Regions from separate parts of the Zea mays genome. Here region 1 is linked to region 2. Evidence: chromatin contacts called from public Hi-C data. All regions are on one chromosome and are shown on one strand. Each heading gives the region's core, a stretch centred on a gene start, on an enhancer-like site or on the middle of the called end of the contact. The rest is flanking DNA. Distances are from core to core; before and after follow the strand shown.

Evidence for each region. Hi-C and Micro-C count contacts between places; a contact is called where the count stands out from the background.
Region 1: a Hi-C map of leaf shows a contact between it and region 2, with 6 times the contacts expected there. The contact joins the promoter of LOC100193047 here to the promoter of LOC100191427 in region 2. A contact is called at or near these places in 7 of 25 Hi-C or Micro-C datasets (bundle sheath, ear, endosperm and 2 more).

The regions. Positions count from the first base shown.
Region 1 is chr5:25,925,151-25,931,531 of Zm-B73-REFERENCE-NAM-5.0, forward strand. LOC100193047 reads left to right here and starts at 2,581. Exons shown (of 12, transcript NM_001358604.1): 1 at 2,581-2,688; 2 at 2,812-2,948; 3 at 3,937-4,014; 4 at 4,086-4,598; 5 at 4,711-5,025; 6 at 5,113-5,169; 7 at 5,965-6,291; 8 at 6,372-6,381. The coding sequence starts at 2,673. It overlaps LOC103626137 (a long non-coding RNA gene), which reads left to right. Exons shown (of 4, transcript XR_002262205.1): 2 at 156-263; 3 at 638-789; 4 at 843-1,049.
Region 2 is chr5:25,649,511-25,656,106 of Zm-B73-REFERENCE-NAM-5.0, forward strand. It overlaps LOC100191427, which reads right to left and starts at 1,795. Exons shown (of 14, transcript NM_001365488.1): 1 at 1,155-1,795; 2 at 1-56. The coding sequence starts at 1,612.

The sequences.
Region 1 (6,381 bases), core at 1,331-3,830, 280 kb after region 2:
TGAATTGAGATTCATTGAGCAACACATGCCTTCTATGTTGGAGATGGGGTTTTAAATAGTGATAAAATTTATGGCAGGTGTTTTTTAAATACATACATATGTACATATAAATTTTGTTCCCTCAAAACGTACTAACCCTCTCCGTGTTTTTGCAGTATCTGACCGAGAACAATTATTTCGTGATGATTGGGGTAATTGGGCTGCCCGGTGTAGGCAAGTCAACCATCATGAACGAGCTTTATTAATATGATGCAAGCTACCTGGTACGATACAGCTTCACTTTTGTTGTGCTCTTTTTAGTGTCGTGCAAACACTTGGATTCATTGCTTACTGAGATGTCATTCTAATGATTATCGTGTAGGTCCACTTTTCTACATGTACATTATTCTTAATATTTCTACCATGTAATATCTTTTGGTAGCTTGCATCGTATTAATAAAAAATCGCTAGGAGAATTAGGTAGCTAATAAATAGTTAGTTAACTACTAGCTAATTTGCTGAAAATAACTAATAGTTGAACTATTAGCTGATGTCTTTAGCTAATTTAAACAGTTAAGTAATATCTCTAGCGCATTCAAACACCCCTTATTACTTCAAAGGCTGAAACCATCGACCCTGCGTTTACGATGACGTGCAGTGGTAACAAAAGAGATGCCAAGTGCGCTGAGGATGCAGAGGCCAGAACATACATACAGTTCCCATTTTCTGAACACAGAAACCAATGGCACCGTCGAATTCAGAAAGAGCAGAAAGCAAGTTCTTTTTTTAACTTTCTTTCTGATTTGGCTGGTATGATGATGTCTGTAGCACCTGTGATTAACTTTTAAACTCTTTGGGCACAGGGAATGGAAGTGAGTACTAAGAACAGAGCAAGTGATATTTATGTTTCTAGATAAACAGGCGTGAGGCGTGGAGTAAAAACAAAGGAGGTAAAGAAAGGGCCTTCAATCGTGAGGCATTCATTTTGATTGTTCGAAATGACAGACTTTGACATTTGTTACGATTGTTAAGTTGATTCTTGATAGTAACACTAAATAATGATCTATGCGTGTATAAGTGTCGTCCGTTGCAACGCATGGGCATATACCTAGTGATGTTTTTAAGAAGTTAATTTTATCATCCGTGTGTCTTGGTTAAACCGTTTGTATTAATTGATTTGGTTGCACTCTCAAGAGCTTGTTCGTTTTGCTTTCAATCCATGTAGATTAGGTGGGATCGTATGAGTTTAAATCTTAAATAAGTCAAAAATTTTTATAATTTGTTCAATCTCATCCAATTCATATAGGATAGGAATAACCGAACAAGGCCTAAGTATAGTTTGGAAACTTAAGGCATGTTTGGTTTGCTATTTAACTTACCACACTTTGCCTAATTTTTCTGTCTAAGGTTAGTTATTCAATTCGGACGACTAACCTTAGGCAAAGTGTGACATATTTAGCTAGGGATGAAAACGGTTTCGGAATTTTTCGGTATTCCGGAAACCGATTTCGAAATTTTTCGGTCGGATTCATCGGTAACGGTATTTTTCGAAAACGGAATCGGTTTTCGGAATTTTCTATCGGAATCGGTATCGGAATCGACGTGGTGTTTTACCGACCGTTTCCTTCGGTTACCGGTTTTTGTCGGAAATTACCGGATCTGTGTCTCGGAATTTTCCGGAATTGTGTCTCGGAATTTTTCGGAATTGTGTCTCGGAATTTTTCGGAATTTTCCAGCATGTGATTTTTCGCATCGTCTGTACGTCTCTAGATAAGGATTACTTATTTTTGTATTTTTTGGACACCTTTAGAATTTTTTTGGATAGATGGTGTTGGAAGGCAGTTGAGATTAACAATTTGGTCTTTTCCACACACTAGGTTTTAGGGTTTTCCTGTGAGGTTGTGAAAAACTCTTTATGTGAGGAAAAAATATTTCATAAGTAAGCATGCATGTCAGCTAGATCAAGTGGATATTATGAATTATGAACTTTGAGTCTATGAACTTGTGATCTTTATGAACTTATTTACTATGAACTTGTTATATTGTGAACTTGTGATCTTTGTACACTTTTTATATTATAAATTTTTAATCCTTGTGAACTTTTTATATTGTGAACTTGTTATATCATGAATTGTGAACTTGTGGTCTTTGTGATCTTTTGTCAACTTTGTTGTATTATGAAGTTTGATATATTCACCGATTGTATTTTAGATTCCGACCGTTACCGGTGTATTTTCCGCACCAAACTTTCGTTTCCGATGTTTCCGAAATATCGATATCATTTCCGTTTCCGGAGTTACCGTTTTCGATTTTGTTTCCGATAAAAAATATGAAAACGGTAATGGTTTTAGTGTTTACCGACCGTTTCTGACCGTTTTCATCTTTATATTTAGCTACGAACCAAACATGCCCTTAAATTTCCTTCGTGTTCGGAGAAGATTGAGCAAAAACATAGTTTATTTTCCCCTTAATTCCTTTTAATTCAGAGACGTTTTGAACTGGCCCTTATAGTAAAATCGACTCCCGGGGATTGGGCCCTAACCCGGCCAGTTCCGGCCCAAACGAGCAAGCCTTAAGCCCTTAACTGACGCTTGTGAGGGCGTCGGCAGTTCGCGACACCCCGTGCAGCCGTGCTCTTCCGCTTGAACTAGGGCGCCTCCGCCTCCGCGCCCGCGCCGCCGCCGGCTGTAGCCATGTCCGACGAATACGGTGGGCTCCTCATCCATCCACATTTCTGTGGGTTACTCTATGCTCTATTGCTATTGCGCTTGTTTAACTTGGGATTTTGATTGGTTTTCTTCCCCTTTCGCTGTGGTTTTGGCGGGGGATTAGTGGACTTGCCCGTCTCGGACGAGGATGAAGAAGAGCTCGAAGATGAGATGGATGATGGTGATGGGGAGAGTGGTGGTGGAAGCTCGAAGAAAAAGGCCAAGCAGCACGTGGAGCAGCTCAAGCGGCTGCAGCAAAAGGTTTGTCCCTGTCGCCTCCGGTTTATTGTTACTATTACTTAAAAATGATGCTTAACAGTGTAAGTGGATTTTTGATAGTTCCTGAATGTGCCTATTCTTTTCTTATGCTTTATTATTACTGGTTGCCCACCTGAGTATATGACTTTTAGGTTCGCCTGTGCCCTTGTGCTGTTTGTCCTGTAGATACTTTTAAATTGAATCTGCAAGCTGGTACGGTTGCCCTTGTGGACAGTAACTATTTTAATTGATTCAGAAATTGATTGCAGTCTGGCAATCTGCTGAGTTAATGTAGTATTTGAAACTGCTGATAGTAGGTATCGTAGAATGGGCTATAAAGTGACTGGCTGCAAAATAGTATTAGTTGGACCAACTTCCTTCAGAGGTGGATCTGTGTTATAGAGATAAGTTGAGAGGTGGACAATTGTGTAGAACGATGATGTTTTTCTATGTTCGTTTCATTCCCAATTTAACCATATTGTAATGGTAGTTATGCTACAAAATGAGTAAGGAATGCCACATAATAACTGTTTTGACCTAAACTGCTGTTGCATTAAATTTAACATCTTGCATACTCCAATAAGTGATCCCTTGAGCTTACACTCTAACTTTAAGGCTTGAATTGTCGCCTGCCCCATTCACTGATTGTGGAAATGGCATTGTCATAGGCTCATAACATTTGATTACTCACTCTGGCATAGCTTTCCTGGTTTTTACTTGCTCAATTTACATTCATTGGTTAGAAACAATAACATTCCCTGGTAGATTATTTTTGTATAGTATTGGTGTCCCGCTTATTATATCTGTTGCTTAAATCCTGAACTATGTTAACTAGGGTTGCACAGTTTAGCCTAAGGCCCACAAGTAGCTATTCGTTTTGAGAAATATGCATTTCTCCCCTTCCTAATTTCTGTCTGTCTGCTGCTGTGCTGCATGCCATAATATATGTTGGTTGTTTTTGAGGCTTATGTCCTTTTTTGATTTTATGTAGGATCCTGATTTCTATAAATATTTAGAAGAGTTTGATAAAGATTTGTTGGGATTTGATGATGATGATGATGAAATCGAGGTAAGCTGGTCCCTTTTTGTGAGTTTTCTATACTAGAATGATGAGTGGTCATTGTTCTACATTACATTTAGAACGACCGGGAGACTGGGGTTGAGGAGAAAGAGCAATATGTATCTAAAGAGGAACTGAAGCATGTGAAACCGATTACAATGGAAATGGTTGATTCCTGGTGCAACGGAGTAGAGAATGAAAAGATAGGTTCTATCCGTTCTATTCTTCAAGCTTTTCGCAGAGCCTGCCATTATGGTGAAGATCATGGGGACAATTCAACTCCGAAGCTCAGTGTCATGTCTGGCAGCGTACTTGATAAAGTTATGCACTTTGTTTTGAAACACATGGATAAAGTCCTCCGTCAATTACTTGGTGCCCCAAGCTATGGAGGGAAGAAAGAGGTAATCAGTGAGCTGATGCTGAGTAAGTCATGGAAGAGGCATGGTAATCTTATGAGGATCTATCTTGCCAATGCGCTTCATATGATAACAGAGATGACCGATGAGCAAATGATAGCATTTACTGTACACCGTGTCAGAGCATCAGCTGTTTTTCTGGCAGCTTTCCCATCGCTCCTGAGGAAGTATGTTAAGGTGTGTAGGTTACAATTTCTACTTTACCTTGGCTTTGAGTTATTTTTGGCATTGCTCTGCTATCTATCTACCAAGTTTGTTATTTACTTCTGTTTGCACGCTTCAATTGTAGGCTCTGCTCCATACCTGGGCTAGAGGACGAGGTGCAATGCCTCTTGTTTCTTTTATGTTCCTTCGAGACTTGTGCATTCAAGTAGGTTCAGATTGCCTTGATACTTGCCTCAAGGGTATCTATAAGGCTTATTTGGTGAACTGCAAACTGTCCAAATCTATCAGCGGATCAAAACAACAACACATTCAATTCCTTGGAAATTGTGTCAGAGAATTGTATAGTCTGGATCCACAAAGTGCGTATCAGCATGCTTTTGTTTTCATCCGTCAACTGGGGGTTATCCTAAGAGGAGCTCTTACTGAAAGGGGGCCAAAGGTATTCATTGAACTCATTGCCATGTACTGGAACTTTGTTGTCTACCTATGACCTGACAGATATTTGCCTCTCATTTTATTTTGAAAGTCAGTGAAGGACAAAAGGCAGAAAGAAAGTAGCAAATCATCGAAAAAACAAGCGGAGGTATTATTCATACTGCTACTCAATTACTGATACTCTATAACCTTTAAAACATCAGACCTTAAATAACTCCCCATATTCTTCCACCTGTTTTATTGAGAAAATCTCACCTTTACAAAATGCTATCGCCCCACCCCCAGTGTTTTTTTTTCTCGAACACGCAGGAGAGCTGCGTATCATTTCATTAAAAGAAGGATGATAATTACAATGACCTAAACACCACTTACACAAACACACACAAACAACACTAGTAATAACCACCTTCTAACCGGGGTTGAACACAAAAGCTAGGTCCGAAAGACGGGTCAAGCCTTTGGCCCCCCCCCCCCAAAACACCACATATTGAACTCATCACTGGCTGAGGTAAGCAATCTAGCTATAGAAGGCTGAGCACCATTGAAAACACAGTCATTACGGTGTCTCCAGATAGTCCAAGCCCCAAGAATCACCAAAGAGTTAAGGCCATCTCTAAGGTCCTTAGGAGTAACCTCAGCCGATCTACTCCACCAAGCTTCAAAATTGATATCTTCCATCCCGGGGGAGAGTGCGGACAGGCCGACACGTTGGAGAAGAAGATACCAAAATTGCCTCGCGAGGACACAAGAAACAAGCAAGTGATGAATAGACTCTCCTTCCTGGTCACATAAGGGGCAAGAATTAGGATGGGGAAGACCCCTCTTAGCGAGCCGGTCAGCCGTCCAACACCACCCCCAGTGTTAATAGTATACCTTTCGCTGTCCAACACTTCAGCAGTTTTCTGTTGCAGGCTGCTATAGACTTGACATTTTTCTTTTGCAGAAATCTTACCAAAAAATTTATGATTGGCAATACATATTCTGCCTTGAGCTTTGGACCAGTGTTGTGTGCGGATGTAGTTCTGAGGAAGAATTCCGACCTCTAGCTTATCCGTTGACACAAATAATACATGGTGTGGCATGCCTCGTACCTAGCGCACGTTACTTCCCTGTGCGCTTTAGGTGTGTCAGAATGCTTAATTGTATTGCCGAAGCCACTGGTACCTTCATTCCCGTGTCCTCCCTGCTGCTTGATATGCTTGAAATGAAAGAACTTAGAGGACGTCCAGATGGTGTTGGCAAAGCCGTGAATTTGTTCAGTGTTAAACAGGTCTGTTTTCTTGCAATATATCATTTCACTATGGAACACACCTTTCGAAGAAGCTTGTAACATTTTTCTTTTCTTGGCAGGTTGACAAGA
Region 2 (6,596 bases), core at 545-3,044:
AGGGAGGATCATCAATGTCCAGAACCAAAATAGCATCGATAATTTGCTGTACCAGTCTACAGGATATAAGAAAAAGAAGCCATTTGTATAAGTAATAGAATGCGAAAAAGGTGACAGATCTAATATTGTGTTTGTTAATTGTTAAATGTTAACATCTTTAGAGCTGGAGAAGTTCTTAGATTCAATAATAATTTAATTATTCTTTTGGACATAGAACATTTGACCTTGCTCCAAGAACTGAAGCCCAGGTCAGACAGAAAAACAGATATCACACACCTTCAAGGCTTCAACTTATTCTAACCAAGTATTATGCTTTTAACTTAAAAATGAAGTACAGCATCAATGTTGGCATAATTGTGAGTGTAAGAGTAAACCTATCAATCTATGATACATTTCAGCTCAAGTGAAACTTTCAGTTTATAAGATAATAATTATTACTGTTCAATCCTGACTGGAAACATGCCCAATTCTCAGAAATCGCAAAGTAAATGTATATGCTTATTGCCTAAGGAGAAAAGTTTAGCTACACCTCAATAATTTCCATTTCTACCAAACAGCATTCTTCAGATAACTTGCCATGATGCTTGAGATGAGCACATATAATTCAGACAAGATAGACCAAATTCTAGGCACAACCGCACAACTAAACACCAACCATGCTACTGTTTCAGGGACCATGCAGGATACAATCTCTCAGCTTAAGAAGGTATCAATCTGCTAGAAATCTTCCTAGGCAACTCAAATGCGTGTGCATACTTCTTAAACACATTTGTAAAATTAGGTTCTAAACCAACGAAAGTGACAATAATGCTTGTTGGAATCAACAGTGTCAGTTCTACAATAATACAGAAAGAGTTCTGGGCAAGGAATTAGCCTACAAACGGGGAACCATTGAACCATAAAACCAATATACTTGAGTTCTGGGCAAGGAATTAGCCATCTATTGCGAAACCAATCAAACAAAGGAAGCCCATGGTCCAAAGGCAGAAAGGTGGTCCCTTTCTCAAGGAAACCCTAGTCTCGAGCCCCAATCGCACAAGAAAACCATCACGCTTCTCGATTTTCCGGTCAAGATTACTAAGAAAGACAAGCAAGAACCTAATTGATGTTATTGGTTGAGCACAAGACAAAAGAGGCGCCTTTGATGCACTCACCCTTGGGACCGGAGCACGCGGCGGCGCTCGGCGGAGGCGCAGATCCCGAGCAGCGCGAGCAGGCTGGCCCGCCGCGTCCGCTTCTGCGCTGCGGGTCGGAGCCCGTCGAGCGCGAACGTGACTTCGTCCACGCTCTCCATCATCTCTCCGTACTCCTCCGCCTCCATCAGCGTTGCCGTCGGCGCCACCGCGGGGGCTTCCGCGAGCTCCCACCCTCCTCTTCTTGCCCCGCGCCGCCGCCCCTCCGGCCGGGGCCGCGGCGGGGACGGAGGTGGGTCCTCGTCGAAGTCCCACATCGAAGAGGACTCCTGCGACGGCGGGAGCGGGAGCGGCTGCGAGGCCGACGACACCAGCAAGTCGGCGGCGTCGTCGCAGTCGAACGCGTCCTGCGAGGACGAGACCCCGCCCCCGCCGTCGGAGAAGGAGCGGGATCTGCGCCCGTACGTTCGCAGGATCATGGCGTCCGCGCCGTCGTCGATGCGCGGCGAGAGATAGGAATTGGGCGTGGCTTGGGTGTGTTCGGGGCGTCGTTTGCTTCGCGTTGCGGCGGATTTGGGAATGAAGTTGTGAGGGGCAGCTGCAGAGCTGCTTGGGGGATTTTGGGGGAGCGAGGAACTCGGCTTCGGCTCGATCAGGTTGTTGTGCCACTGGCGAGTGGGGCCGCGAGATGGATACGGTTTGGTTTGTCTGATTCAGCCGTCGGATTTGTTGGGAAATGGGAACATCACGCCTCAGGTGTCAGAACGGCGGGGAGGGCAGTAGTGGCTCAGAGGCGGTTAGCCGTTGGATCTCCTATCTCTACTAACTATTAAGGGGGAAGTGTAGACTGCCCCCGCCTGAAGCAGCCCGCGCGAACCGGCTGCCCCCAGCGCGAATCCCCTCCCGCAACCCGGCCTCCCTCCCCGTTCGCAAACCACCAGCCACATGCTGCGCAGCTCAACGCCGCCATTTCCGGAGGTAGCTTTGTCCCCTTCCTCCCCAGCCGCGCGAGGATTTCGCCCCGCTCGCCACGCCTTCACAACTCACCCCCATCTGCGAGGCCACCAGCGGGACGACCCTCGCTCCCGACGACCGACTGCTGGAGCCAACTCAAGCAGCCGATCCGCAAGTGGCGCGCGACTATGGAGGCAACCGCGGCGGTGCAGAGGCTGGCCGACCTAGAGGTGCAGCGGCGCCGTATCGCCGAGGTGCGCGCCACGGATCTGCACGAATCCAACCTCGTCTGCTCGGAGCAGCTCGTCGTCGACACTGCGGTGTTCGCGTGCACAACCAACGACGCTGTTCAGATCACCGACATCTCCCTCGAGCTCGCCGTACCGCTTCACCTCACCAAGGAGCTCGTCCAGCGTGGCCCCGCCTCGGTCACGGCTGCGCCCACATCTTCCTCTGTTTCCGTTCGCGAGATGAACCACTTCCACCTGGACACCAACGGCACAAAGCTGCAGCAGCACGTGCAATACTATGCGGAGCCCATCTTCCCCAAGCTCGACTCGGATGGAGAGGCGCGCGTACAGGACCAAGTCATGCACGACACCAGGGGCAACCCATGGGAGTTCTGCCACATCTACCGCGTCCAGCACGACCAACACAAACTCCTCCCCATCGGGTGGAGCAGGAACTACATGGCAGGAGCTCTGGATGAGCAGATCGACGCGTCAGTGAGGCAGCACTGCCTGTGGAACTTGCAAGCCAGCTGGAGGTTCGTGTTCAACTCGTCCAGAGTGTTGGAGGAGAGGTACCTGAAGCAGCCTCTCGGGGACCTAGGCTTCAAGCGCTCATGGCCGGTGGACCCTGTGGCTCCGGAGGCAGACGTCGTGGTTTCATGCGGCGGGCAGGCAGCCGTCGAGCTCGCCGATCTCAGAACGTGGCTTAACATGTTCCTAGAAGGTTCAATTGTCTACACGAGGGCCACCATCGTCTTCATGCGCCGCCCCAACGGTGACCTCATCGTCGGCCTGCGCCACGACGAGGAGGAGGCAGTTCCCAACACCTTGCCCAACAGGTGTTCGATGATTTGCTTCATCCGCGGCCTCGACGTCGGCAGCCACCTGTGGGGGAATAACTCTACTGCTGCTGACCACAACACGACAGGCCTGAGGCTGCTCTGGTGGCTCAAGAACCAGACGTCCTTCCAGATGTCTGGCAGCTGGGACCACTTCATCGCGCTGGGGCACATCTTCATCGTTCTTGAGCCTTTAATTCACAGCCAGAGAACAACCAAGCATATCCTAGCAATTATCGCTAGCATCAGCAATGCTCAGGCTCTCATTTTCACCACGAGCATGATTTGGGTGTTGTGCAAGGCAGAGAAGCTAAATGATGCTGAGGAGTTGTTTGACCAGACAGAGACAGCTAGAGTTGTGCCTTGTGCGTACGCATATAATACAATACTCATGGCATTTGCAACTGGAGGGTACGCTGCAATGGAGAGGATAACACAATGGAACCTTGCTTTCACTGGTGTTGGACTTGTTGGCACTGTCATTATCACTAGCCTCGATCTCATTGGTTCAGGGATTGCTGCTGGTGCTGGCTTTGTTACCTCTGGTCCGGGTCCTGTCAGCAGTGGACAAGGCAATATCTCCGTCTTTCTTTGGGATCCTGGCGTTCATGCGAAAGACAGCTTGGGGACAAGCTGTATTTCAAGAAGTGGGGAATGTTAGGTATACTAGATGGTTATGGGTTCGATGTGGTAATGTGGTGCGATAATATGAGAATATATGGGCTAGAATGGGCCTTGTAAGCCTGAGCGTAATAGCAAGTAGCAGGTGAGATATAAGGCTGGTGTGAGAATTCTGGAGGGATAGGAAGAATTTGGCTATCAGATATCAAATCAGATCGTCCTCCTCGTTGCTATCTCCTTCTCCAACCCTTCTTCTACCTGAACATATCTCTTCTCTCCGATATTCCCTTCTAGGTGCTAACATGGAGAAGCCGATGAAGCGGGTGATGAAGACCCCCCCTACCAGCACAAGGTCCTGGAGAAGACCAGATTTGTGATTGATCTTGGTTCTGTTGATGTTCGTAGAGATCTGCGGCGTCTTGGCATTTCTGACACTTCTTGGCACAATGCAAGTGAAAACAGTGCGCGAGTCCATGAACCGGATGATCGAAGCATGGAGGGAGATCCCAGACTTGGATGAGGAGGTCTGCTCCTTCGAAGTGCCACCATCGTCCCAGTCTACATCTTCTCTCACAGGTGATGTGTCTCTATTTAAGGTCTATGATTGGTTTGGACTGCATACCGTAAGTACACTTAAAATATCTACTACTTGATAAAAGAGACAGAAATAGTCCTTACTTGGTAAAACACACTGAAGAAAACAATTTGCATTTTTTATAACCATTTTCTTTAACATATTCATGGTGTTATATTTGTTGGATTTAGTTGTCTACATGAGAGTTATTCATCAGACCATGGATGTTCTTTCTAAGATTGTTTGATTGCATAATTGGACAGACACCGCTGATTCCTTAGGCTCCACCTCCACCCCTTCAATTACAAGGAGGAACTCATGGCCGACTAACAGGCAGCCCCCACCGGACACATCACACAATGTCACCAACAGAAAAGGCAGCACTCCTTCCATCGTAGGCAAGAAAATTTTGCCTCTTTCACGCTGCAGCACAGACCAAGCCAAGAAATTTGAAGGCAGGGTTGATGTTACCGTCGCTTCAGATGCGACGCCAGCCAAAATGGTGACCGAGGAGAAGCTCCTGAATGAGGGCAGCGTTAGAGAGAGGCTTGAAGCTCGGAGGGTGCTGTTTCAGAAAACTGGCGACAAGGGTTATAAGAAGCTGGCTGGTCCCAAGTCAGGATCCAAAGTTTTTCCATACAGTGGGGATGGTGACTTTGAAGAGACAGCTGAGACTGAGGATGCACCTGACGAACTTCAGTCAGCTCACAGGGATGAAGCTCTGTTGAAGATCAGGATGCAGCTTGTTCAGATTGAGAATCAGCATGCCAGTTTGCTTAATCTTCTCCAGGTAGTTATTCCCTTGTTACAATGTATCATACATCAATAATTTGTTGAAATTCTTTATTCCTCATAATGAATTGGATACTCCAATTTTTTAATTCTATTTTCTCTCTGTTTGCTTTAGAATATCCTCTGTACATGAGCAGATGAGATGCCCTACACGGTGACATAGAAGCTAAATATAACGAATAAAAGATAAAACCTTGTTGCTTGGTAAAAATTTACACGAAGCAAACTTTGGTGCAAGCTCACTCATTCCCTATGTAAAACAGTAAAAGAACCAGGACCTACCAGCACCTACTGGAGTCCTTTTTCCTTTTATTTTTTGGTCCAATGTGGACAGATTTGTGTAGGACGGAGGTCTCATCCTGTTCTTGTACCAGCATATTTAATAGGAGCTTATTATTTGGTCGCAGTGAGCAGCACTGATCGTTTGGTATGAATCATGCACCCATTCAATGAGTCCTCCAAGCAGTACTCAAATCAGTATGCATTCAGGCCTGATCAGTGGCATGGTGTGGGTGGAAACCTGGACGACATTACAACATTCACTAACAATACAACCATGTTTTAATTACAAACTTTTAAGCATATCTTCATGTGTCACACCGCTGGTCATCAGGAACAACGATAGTGTTTCCCTGCATCTGTAAAAAAACATGTCATATAGGCAATATACTACTCACTCTGTATCAAATCAGATCGTCCTCCTCGCTGCTATCTCCTTCTTCAACCCTTCTTCTACCTGAACATATCTCTTCTCTCTGATATTCCCTTCTAGGTGCTAACATGGAGAAGCTGATGAAGCGGGTGATGAAGACCCCCCTACCAGCACAAGGTCCTGGAGAAGACCAGATTTGTGATTGATCTTGGTTCTGTTGATGTTCGTCGTCTTCATGGGTAAGCTGAAAGGTTCCTTCTCTGTTTTGTTGTGTTCAGTTTGGTGTCTAAAGAGGCATGTAGTTGTTTGTTATTTACAAGCCGAGTCACTTTTGTGTAGAGTTCTAGAGATATATGGTCACAACATTATGAAGGAACTTGAGAAAATGATTGTGAGGCAGCAGAGGTATTATATCTATTGTTGATTACCATGGCTACTGCTCCAATTATTGATACGTGGTACTATAAGGTAGTTTATTATGCCACCACATGGCAATTTAAGCCATCTGGGAGAAAGCCCCTCTTCGTTCTTTGATGACTCATAAAATTACAAGTAAAACATTTGGTCTCATAATTCAACAGTTGCCAGTAATTGATGCTTTGTCGAATACACAATTTTTTATTTTTTCCTTTTATTACAAGGATCAAGGCCTGAAATCTTGAGATTTTCTCCATTCCAACAAAAAGGTTATATTCTTTATGCATGCAAATAGGCAGTGGCGAGCAAGGGGACAACAATTGAGAATACATGTTCCCTGAAATCTCCAAGTGGAAAGCCATTGCCTGCCTTGCAATTTTCATT